2 separate regions of the Pelodiscus sinensis genome follow, and region 2 is linked to region 1. A link is a contact called in public Hi-C data. All regions are on one chromosome and are shown on one strand. Each heading gives the region's core, a stretch centred on a gene start, on an enhancer-like site or on the middle of the called end of the contact. The rest is flanking DNA. Distances are from core to core; before and after follow the strand shown.

Region 1 (4,478 bases), core at 781-3,280:
TTAATTTGATTTTGTGTGATATGGCCAAGTCTTCTGTAGAAGCTATATCTTTTTTTGGTTTGCTGAAACGCATTTACGTGCTCTTTTCAGCTTCCACTCAACGATGGCAAATATTCAAAGCACATATCAATGGCATTACAGTTAAGCCTCTATCTGAGACACGCTGGGAAAGCAGAGTAGAAAGTGCAAAAACACTGAGATATTAATCTGAGGAAGTTTACGAAGCACTGGTTGCAATTTTGGAAGAAGTCAGAGAACCAAAAGCTAAAAGTGAAGCAGTCATTGGCCTCTGAAATATCCAGGTTCAAGTTTCTAACATCTGTCATAATCTGGTATGACATTCTTGTTAAAATCTCAAGTGTAAGCAAAATAATGCAGAGTCCAATGATGCAGCTTGATTCAACACTTAACTTACTAAACAACACACGAGACTTTTTAGTGAAGTACAGAAAAAATGGATGCAAAGAAGCACAGGTTACAGCAAGAGAGCTTGCACAAGCACTCGGTGTAGAACCAAATTGTCCATGTCCGAATGTGACGCGAGTTTCAAGGAAAAAATGGCAAGCGGAATATGAAGGAGCAGATGAGCCCATAGACGATCCAGAAAAGAAATCTGAGGTTGAATTTTTTAATGTTGTGATGGATAAAGCAATATCTGCCATTGATGAAAGGTTTAATACCTTAAAAGTACACCATGAACCGTTTGGATTTTTGTACGACATAACTAAATTCAACAACATAGGAAAACAAAAGCAGCTAATGACAAAGTGCAAGAATCTAGAGAGCCTCCTGAAGCATGGTGATAGTTTTGATTTAAATGGACTTGAACTGTACGAAGAATTGAGTACATTGTCATCAATGCTGCCATATGCAAAATCGATGATGGACACTGTACAGTTTATTCATACCACCAAACTTGTTGACATATATCCTAATGTGTACATTGCCACTCGTATTCTACTGACAATTCCTGTAACAGTAGCATCAGGAGAACGGAGTTTCTCCAAACTAAAGCTCATTAAAAACTATCTCCGTTCTACAATGAGTCAGGAACGCTTGACTGGTCTTGCTCTTCTTGCAATCGAACAAGATATCACTTTGTCTTTGTCATATGATGACATTATTACTGACTTTGCAGCCAAAAAAGGCAGAAAGATTGCTTTTAATTAAAAACAAATTCTTGTTTCAATACCTCTTCATATAAATTTCCAATAAAATGTCAACTAATTAAAAAATATATATGTGTATAATTCCGTCAATAAATCAGAATTTGTTTCTATAGTGTACTTCTTCAGTGCAAATCCATCAGCATTAAGTTAAACTGTTTTTAATAAGGTGCATGTGGCAAGTTTTCCAATAGCGTAAGCTTATGGTTGTGTTGCTAAGAGCAAGTCAGGCGTAGGGGCACCAGTTTAATAACCCCGCGTAGGGCACCATAAATCCTAAGGGCGGCCCTGCCAGGGACCCTCCCAGCCAGCCCAGCGAGAACCGATGCGGAGCCACCACTGGCTCCGCCGGGCCGGGGGTTACGCGCCCCAGCAGCCAGGTGCCTGGGCGCTACCGGGCATAACGGCCAAGGGGCGGGGCTGCCGCTACCTGCTGGAGCGCGCTGCAGTTCGCACAGGCCGTGGCGGCCTCGGCCGCGATCCCCGCCGCCGGCGCCTCTCCGGGCATCATGATCCCCGCGGCGCCGGCGCCCCGACGTCCTCCAGCCGCTTCGCCCTGCACAGCCGCCGTGCCCCGCCGCCGCGCGCCTCCATCCGCCCGCCCTCCCGGCAGCAGCGCCGGGCCAGCGGGAGAAGACGCGGCGCAAACGCAGCGCGCCGCAGTCCCGGGAAGGGCCCGCCCCAGCCTGGTGCCCGCCCAGATGCCTGTCCGGGAGCGGGAGCCAGCAGCCGGCTTGAGGCGCCGTTCGGCGGGGGTCAGGGCGGGGGCTCTCCCCTAAGAGCCGCTCGGACCCAGAATAACAAGGGGTCCCGTTGCCAGCGCTGCGGCCGGGGCAGGAGCGTATTTGTAAACCGGCTCCTCCCTGGTGCCCCACTAGGGTCCTGCGTTAGTCTGGGTCGCTGCTGGGGCCGACCGGCGGCGCTTCAACTACAGTCATTACAGGGAGGGGAGGAGCTACTGGGGAGCGGACGGTGAGGCAGTCTGAGCCGCCCAGTCTACAGGTCCCATCGTGCAACGCGCCTAGCCTTCTTGAGCAATGCATGCTGGGAACTGTAGTTTCCTGGGGCATTGTACTAAGGTTGCTCTGAGGAGCGTGGGGATCTGGGGGATGGGGTGGGAGCAGTTTCTCCCTGCCTGTGTGGCCTACGGGGGGCAGGGTCCTGGGTGTCCCGCGTGCTAGTCACGCTGGTTTCCAGCAGCCTTGGTCACTGTGTGCAGGGTGTCCCTTACACGCGCCCCGAGTCCTCAGTTTCTCCCGTTAGCCTGCCTGCTGCGCTGCCCAGCCCGCGTCTAGCCAGCTCAGCTACCACAGCCCATTGCTCCTGTAAAGGGTCACGAGAGTCTGCTAGTGTGAAAAGATAAACTTAAAAAAAACAAGGAATAGTCAGGCAGTGCTTTATAGACTCACAAAACATGTAGATGGCATCATGAGCTTTCGTGGGCATAGCCCACTTCTTCATAGTCATCTGAAGAAGTGGGATATACCCCCAAAAGCTCATGATGCCATCTACATGTTAGTCCAGTGGTCCCCAACCTTTCGTGGTTGCAGGGCACCCAGGGGCAGGGCTGCTCACGCACCACACTTCTGGGGGTGGGGCTGCCCATGCGCCACGCGCCCGGGGCCAACACCATGCATGTGCCGGGTGCCAGGGGAGGGGACAGCTCAGATGTTTCATGCGTACATAAATGCCCCAGTGGGCGCCATGGCGCCCGCAGGCACCATATTGGGGACCACTGTGTTAATCTTTAACAAGCTACCAGACTATTTGTTTTGGCGTTTTTTAAGTTTATCCCGTACAGACTAACTCAGCTACTCCCTGATGCTACTGTAAAGTGCAGGCCCAAGCTGCTCAGTTTCAACTCACCACTGGCTTAGTTTTGATAAAAATAAAACAAGTGAACTACAAAGAGACATTCTACATTCAAATAACAAGGCATTACATTCAGAAATGGTTAAAAGGAAAATAGAGATAAAATGCTTTCTATTAATTAAGTTAAAACTTAAATAGCTACTATGTTCTTCACCACATGTTCACAGCTACATGGCTGACTACATTTTCAGCTCAGGATCTCCTCAATTTCAAAGGGCTGGTTCCTTTGTTGTCTTAGGTAAAAGAGACTGGAAAGATAGGGGGTGATGCTTTGGAATGCTTTTTATCCTCACTGAATTGTTCAGTTACTCTTTTGAAATGCATTCTGCCAAGGGTTACGGCTGAAAGTGAAGCATTTTATTCAGTAAAAACGGTAATATGGATTCTGGTGGTGAACATGGCTCCATGCTTTTTCTTCTCCCTTATGAATGCAGACCTGCAACCTTGCCTTATCACCTAGCATTCCCATCTTGCTGTCTCAAGGACCCTGTTTACTATTTGCATGTAAAATAAGTTTAAACACATTTCGCTTTGTTTAGGCTAGATCTAGTTAACAACTTTTTGGCTAGTCAGGGCTGTGTGTGCTTAAACATATGCTACCAATGTCTTATGGGGCAATTCATAACTATATTCCTACATCCATTTCGCCATGGGCCTGTCTACACTGAGGAGCTATTTCAAAATAACTCCCTTTATTCTGAAATAACAAGGAGAGTGTTCACACAACTAAGCCTGTTATTTCAAAATAATGAGCTTGTTATTTTGAAATAATAGCTTCTGCTTGTGAAGAGAAATAAGCTTATTTTAAAATAGTTATTTTGCGGAGTTATTATTCCAAAATAATTTATGTCAAAATAACCTAGTAGTGTAGACATAGCCTAAGATGTTAATTACCAGCAAGTTATTAGTTTTCAAATGATACCTCACAAGCAGTGTTCCCTCTAAGCTGAGCACTTGTGTGAGTATCCAGGAGAGATTCAAATGCTGTGCATCTGTTTAGCAGAGCACCCACAGTGCCCAGAGCCAGCAGCATGTGTTTGGACTGGTGGTGAAAATCTGCACATGCCTTGGTGCACATAACATTTATTCCAGACATGGATGGAAAAGCTTTGAGGGAACACTGCTCACAAGGCATATTTTGTAGATCATAGCAATGATGTGTAGGGTATGAATATGATGGGGGAGGAGGGGCTTTCACTGAATCAAAGAATAAGATTGGAAGAGATCTCAAGAGATCACCTAGTTCAATCTCCTCTTCAAAGCAGGAGCAACCACAACTAAAACACCCCAGCCAGGACTTAATATTTTTAGATCTCACCGCCTCTTTAGGTAACCTATTCCAGTGTTTCACCACCCTCGTGACCTTCCTAGTGAAATAGTTTTTTCTAATATCCAACCTAGGCCTTTCCCACTGCTTCTTGAGACCATTGCTCCTTGTTC
Region 2 (3,933 bases), core at 673-3,172, 250 kb after region 1:
TCTGTGCCAGACTCTTTAAAATCCAGTAAACTCTTGTAAAGTATATTTCTCAAAGAGTTCACTGACGTTACTTCAAGAGGCAAGAAGGTTTCCTAGCTGCAGACTGCGTCCCCTTTTGCGATCATTTTTACCCCCTTTGCTTTCCTTATGGAATTGTGTATCTGACATGCTAATAAGCTTTTCTTGGTTTTGGTCACACCTTGTTCAATTTATATAGTAGACATACTAAAGCTGACAAAGCCCACATTCCTTTGTCTGGAAAAAAAAACTATCAACTCGCTCATCCTAATTTTATATAATCCTTTGTGAGTTGCCCAGATATAGATCATGCCAAAATATTAATGACTTCAGAGTTATTAATTTTCCAATGACATATTTATTTACATCTTTTAACTACAGATTATAACAGGGAGTGGAGGTAACTGAACTGATCAGGTCAGCTGAAACTCACTGCTAGAAATCAGGGAGCCCCTTGACTGGCACAGGAATGCCCTTAAAGCAACAGTGGGGAATGTTAAATAATAGACTCTTCAATTATTAAATAGTTAAATAGTAGAGAAAGCTGTAACACAATTTAGTGGCTAGAAGCTAGTTAAACAAATTCAGACAAGAAATAAGGCACAATTTATTAAAGGTGAGAGCAATCAACCACTGGAATAATTCACCAAAGATCATGGTGGTGAATTATGATTACAGGCAGTCCCCGGGTTACATGGATCCGACTTACATCGGATCCCTACTTACAAACGGGGTGAGGCAACCCCGCACTAGCTGCTTCCCTCCAGCAGACCAGGGAGACGCGAAGCTAGCGCCCCCCCCCCCCCCAGCAGACCAGGGAGAGGCGGAGCGGCTTTTCTCAGCAGAAACCTCAGCTTGAGAATAAAGGACTGAGGGAAGTGAGGTGTGGGAGAATAAAACTGAGCTCTGGAGAAATGTTTGGCTAGAGTTTCCCCTACAATATGTACCAGTTCTGACTTACATACAAATTCAACTTAAGAACAAACCTACAGTCCCTATCTTGTACGTAACCCGGGGACTGCCTGTATTGAGAATTTTAAAATCAAGATTGGGCATATTTCTAGAAGATATGCTCTAGGAATTATTTTCAGGAAGCTCTATGGCCATTTATACAGGCGATCAGACCATATAATCAGAAAGTCCCTTCTTGCCTTAGAATCTTTTAATGTAGGGCTGCTAGAGCTTTGGCAAGGAGAACACCCACTGCTAACAATGGCAGGTTTCTCTGCAGCAGCCTCCAGAGCTCCATTTGGGTACCGGGACCATAGGACTCTGAGCTTTCCTCGCAGAAGTTTCTGAAGTTTCATAGAGCCACAAAACCCCTCTCTCCTGCACAACCATCCAGTCGTGAGGGCCCGTATCAAGTAAGGGGGCACTCCAGCCCTTGGGAAATGGCTCCACTGGCTAATTACACTAAACAATCGCAATTGATTTCCAATCCGGATTAGTCTCGCTGCGAGGTAAAGCAAGGAGCTCGCAGCGCACAGGTGTCTGCGAGACGCAACAGCCTATTTGTAACTCCCCCCCCCCCCCCGGGTACTTACAACAGACTGTAACTCTAGCTGCCTCCCCCCCGGACTTTGGCTTTGACGAGCCGAGTCCATTGCGCTCCTCGAGGAGCGTGTTCTTCCCTTGCCAGCCGGGCTGCTCGCAACCCCCGCAGCGTGCCTGCTCCCAGAGCCATGGGCGCAGGGCTCACGGCTCCTGTTCGCTTCGGGGCGGCTCGCCAGTAACCGGCCCAACGGGCGTCAGGTGAAACGAACCCCACCCCGCGAAAGCTGTGACGTGGCGAGCGCGCTGCCATCCGGGAGAGAAACGAGCGGGGAGGGGGGCGGAGCTAACGAGCAGCCTTGGCCCCGCGGCCCTCACGTGACGTCATTCGTTCCGGTTTCGTTCCACGCAGAGTTCGGGGAGCCGCCCGGCAGCCGCCGCTCCGTCCTTCCCCTCCTTGGCCGCGCGCTCTTGGCCCCTCCTCCCGGGGTTTTTGGGCGTGGCGTAGGAAGCGCCGAGAGTTCGGCGAGAGAGGAGGGCGCTCGCGTCTGCGCGTGCGCGGAGCCGGCATGGCGGAGGCGCAGCCGGGCTCAGGTAGGGCTCGCGCGGGTCTCGGCGTGTCAGAGCCCTCCCCCCCCCTCCCCCGCGGCGGGGGCAGCGGACTGCGGCGCAGGAACCTTCCCGCCTTCAGAGCCGGCCCGCAGCAGCCTCCGCCTCTGCCCCCACCGGCGCGGGAGCCCAGCCCCACCGGCACGCGGCCCCGTGCGGGGGGCGGTTTCCCCCCTTGGCTCCCACGGAGCCGACTCCCCCCCCCGTACTGCAGGCCGGGTCCTGCCCGCCCACGCCGCGGGGCCGGGCCGGCGAGAGAAACACGTTCCTGGGGAAGCCGCGGCGGGTCCGCGATTTGCCTCCCAGAGCACTTGCTGCGCCCCTGAGCGCCCATCGCGGCGCCTGCCAGCCGGTGTTCTTCCCTTCTGCTAATAAACCCTCTGCTTCCCTTGGGGGAGAGGGGGGGTGAGGGATTTTTTTTTCTAATATTAATTAACTGTAACTTTGCCTTGCTCCAGAATGTCATGTGCGGGGCCAGAATATGATTCGCCACGCATTGTAAGCCAAGGCACTCCCATGCAAGAAGTCCAGCAACACAATTATAACACTGAGTATCTCAAAGGAGCTTAGAATCCTCTTCTTACAGCAACCTGAGTACATAAGGCAGCCCCTCTTCCTGATGGGGTAAACACTTGTTTCTAAGACCTCCTAACTAGCGAGGCGTTAGTGGAGGCTACTGAAATTCATTTTTAACAGTTGTAATATTTTCTGGGAATTTTGTATTACTTCATTCTACAGTTGTATCCATATGAGGGAGTGGATAGTGTGTGATGGTTGGGAGGAGCAGGCCCTGGGCTTTGGCCCACAGGGGTGGGAGGCATATTGCAAATAGCAGTGAGAGTGGCTCATTCTCACCACACAGCAAGAGATCCTGATCCATGGGACTGAGCTTGGCTCAGGTCACCACTCTGAAACTTGGGTTCTTCAATCTAGTAGAGATGAGCATAATACAATCCAAAGGTTGAAGTTGGATAATTTCAGAGTGGAAATAAGGCATATGCATATATATATATATATATATATATATATATATATATAACATAAACTGTAATTAACCATTGTCACGACTATTCTCCTTCAATGGCAACTTTTAAGTCAAGATTGGATTTTTTTCTAAAAGATACTCTAGGAATTTGTGACATTGTCACCTGTGTTCTGCAGGTTAGACTAGATAATCACAACATCCCTTCTGGTCTTGGAACCTATGAATTTGTGATGTGAGTTTATTTCATGTTTGGTCTTATTTTAAGCTATCTATGGAAGAGTTGTATTGAAAACGTTATTTAGCTTTGTATTTAATACTGTGTTGTGTTAGGTGTGTGTCTTATGGTCATATAATGAAAGACTGGTTGTCAGAGGTACAGGCTCTATTAAGATGTTTAAGCCAATAATCAAAAGCTTGTATGTTAGGTACTTAAGATAAATATACCCTACTGCTTTATCAATCTTCTGATGGTGGTTTTTTGTTTTTGTTTTTTTGAGGGGAGGGCAGAGAAGGGAACTAAGCAAATTAGTTCAAGTCTGTCTGAAGTAAAATTGTTCTTATTCTAGTTTCTTTAATAATTAGCTGAGCAAAATCACCAGTAATGTAAACTGAATAATAGACTCCAGAATTTAGCTTTCAACAAACTAGTGCAGTTGTTTTCAAACTTTTTTTTTTCTCATGACCCAGTTGAAGAAAATGTTTGATTCTGTGTCCCAACACAATTTGTCTAGAGTGTGGGCTCTGGGATGGGGCTGAGGATGAGAGGTTTGGAGTATGCGAGGGGGCTTTGGCTTGAGTGACAGTCAAGGCTGGGATATGAGGGGCTTACC

What was found. A called contact is a pair of places that touch in the nucleus more often than the background predicts.
Region 2: a Hi-C map of blood shows a contact between it and region 1, with 2.7 times the contacts expected there. The contact joins the promoter of NFX1 here to the promoter of ICE1 in region 1. A contact is called at or near these places in 3 of 5 Hi-C or Micro-C datasets (blood, liver and an unstated tissue).

What each region holds. Positions count from the first base shown.
Region 1 is chr2:139,303,768-139,308,245 of ASM4963464v1, forward strand. ICE1 (interactor of little elongation complex ELL subunit 1) reads right to left here and starts at 2,031. Exons shown (of 20, transcript XM_075921506.1): 1 at 1,597-2,031. The coding sequence starts at 1,677.
Region 2 is chr2:139,556,608-139,560,540 of ASM4963464v1, forward strand. NFX1 (nuclear transcription factor, X-box binding 1) reads left to right here and starts at 1,923. Exons shown (of 24, transcript XM_075921512.1): 1 at 1,923-2,103. The coding sequence starts at 2,079. It overlaps LOC142827229 (a long non-coding RNA gene), which reads right to left and starts at 1,954. Exons shown (of 2, transcript XR_012901814.1): 1 at 1,563-1,954.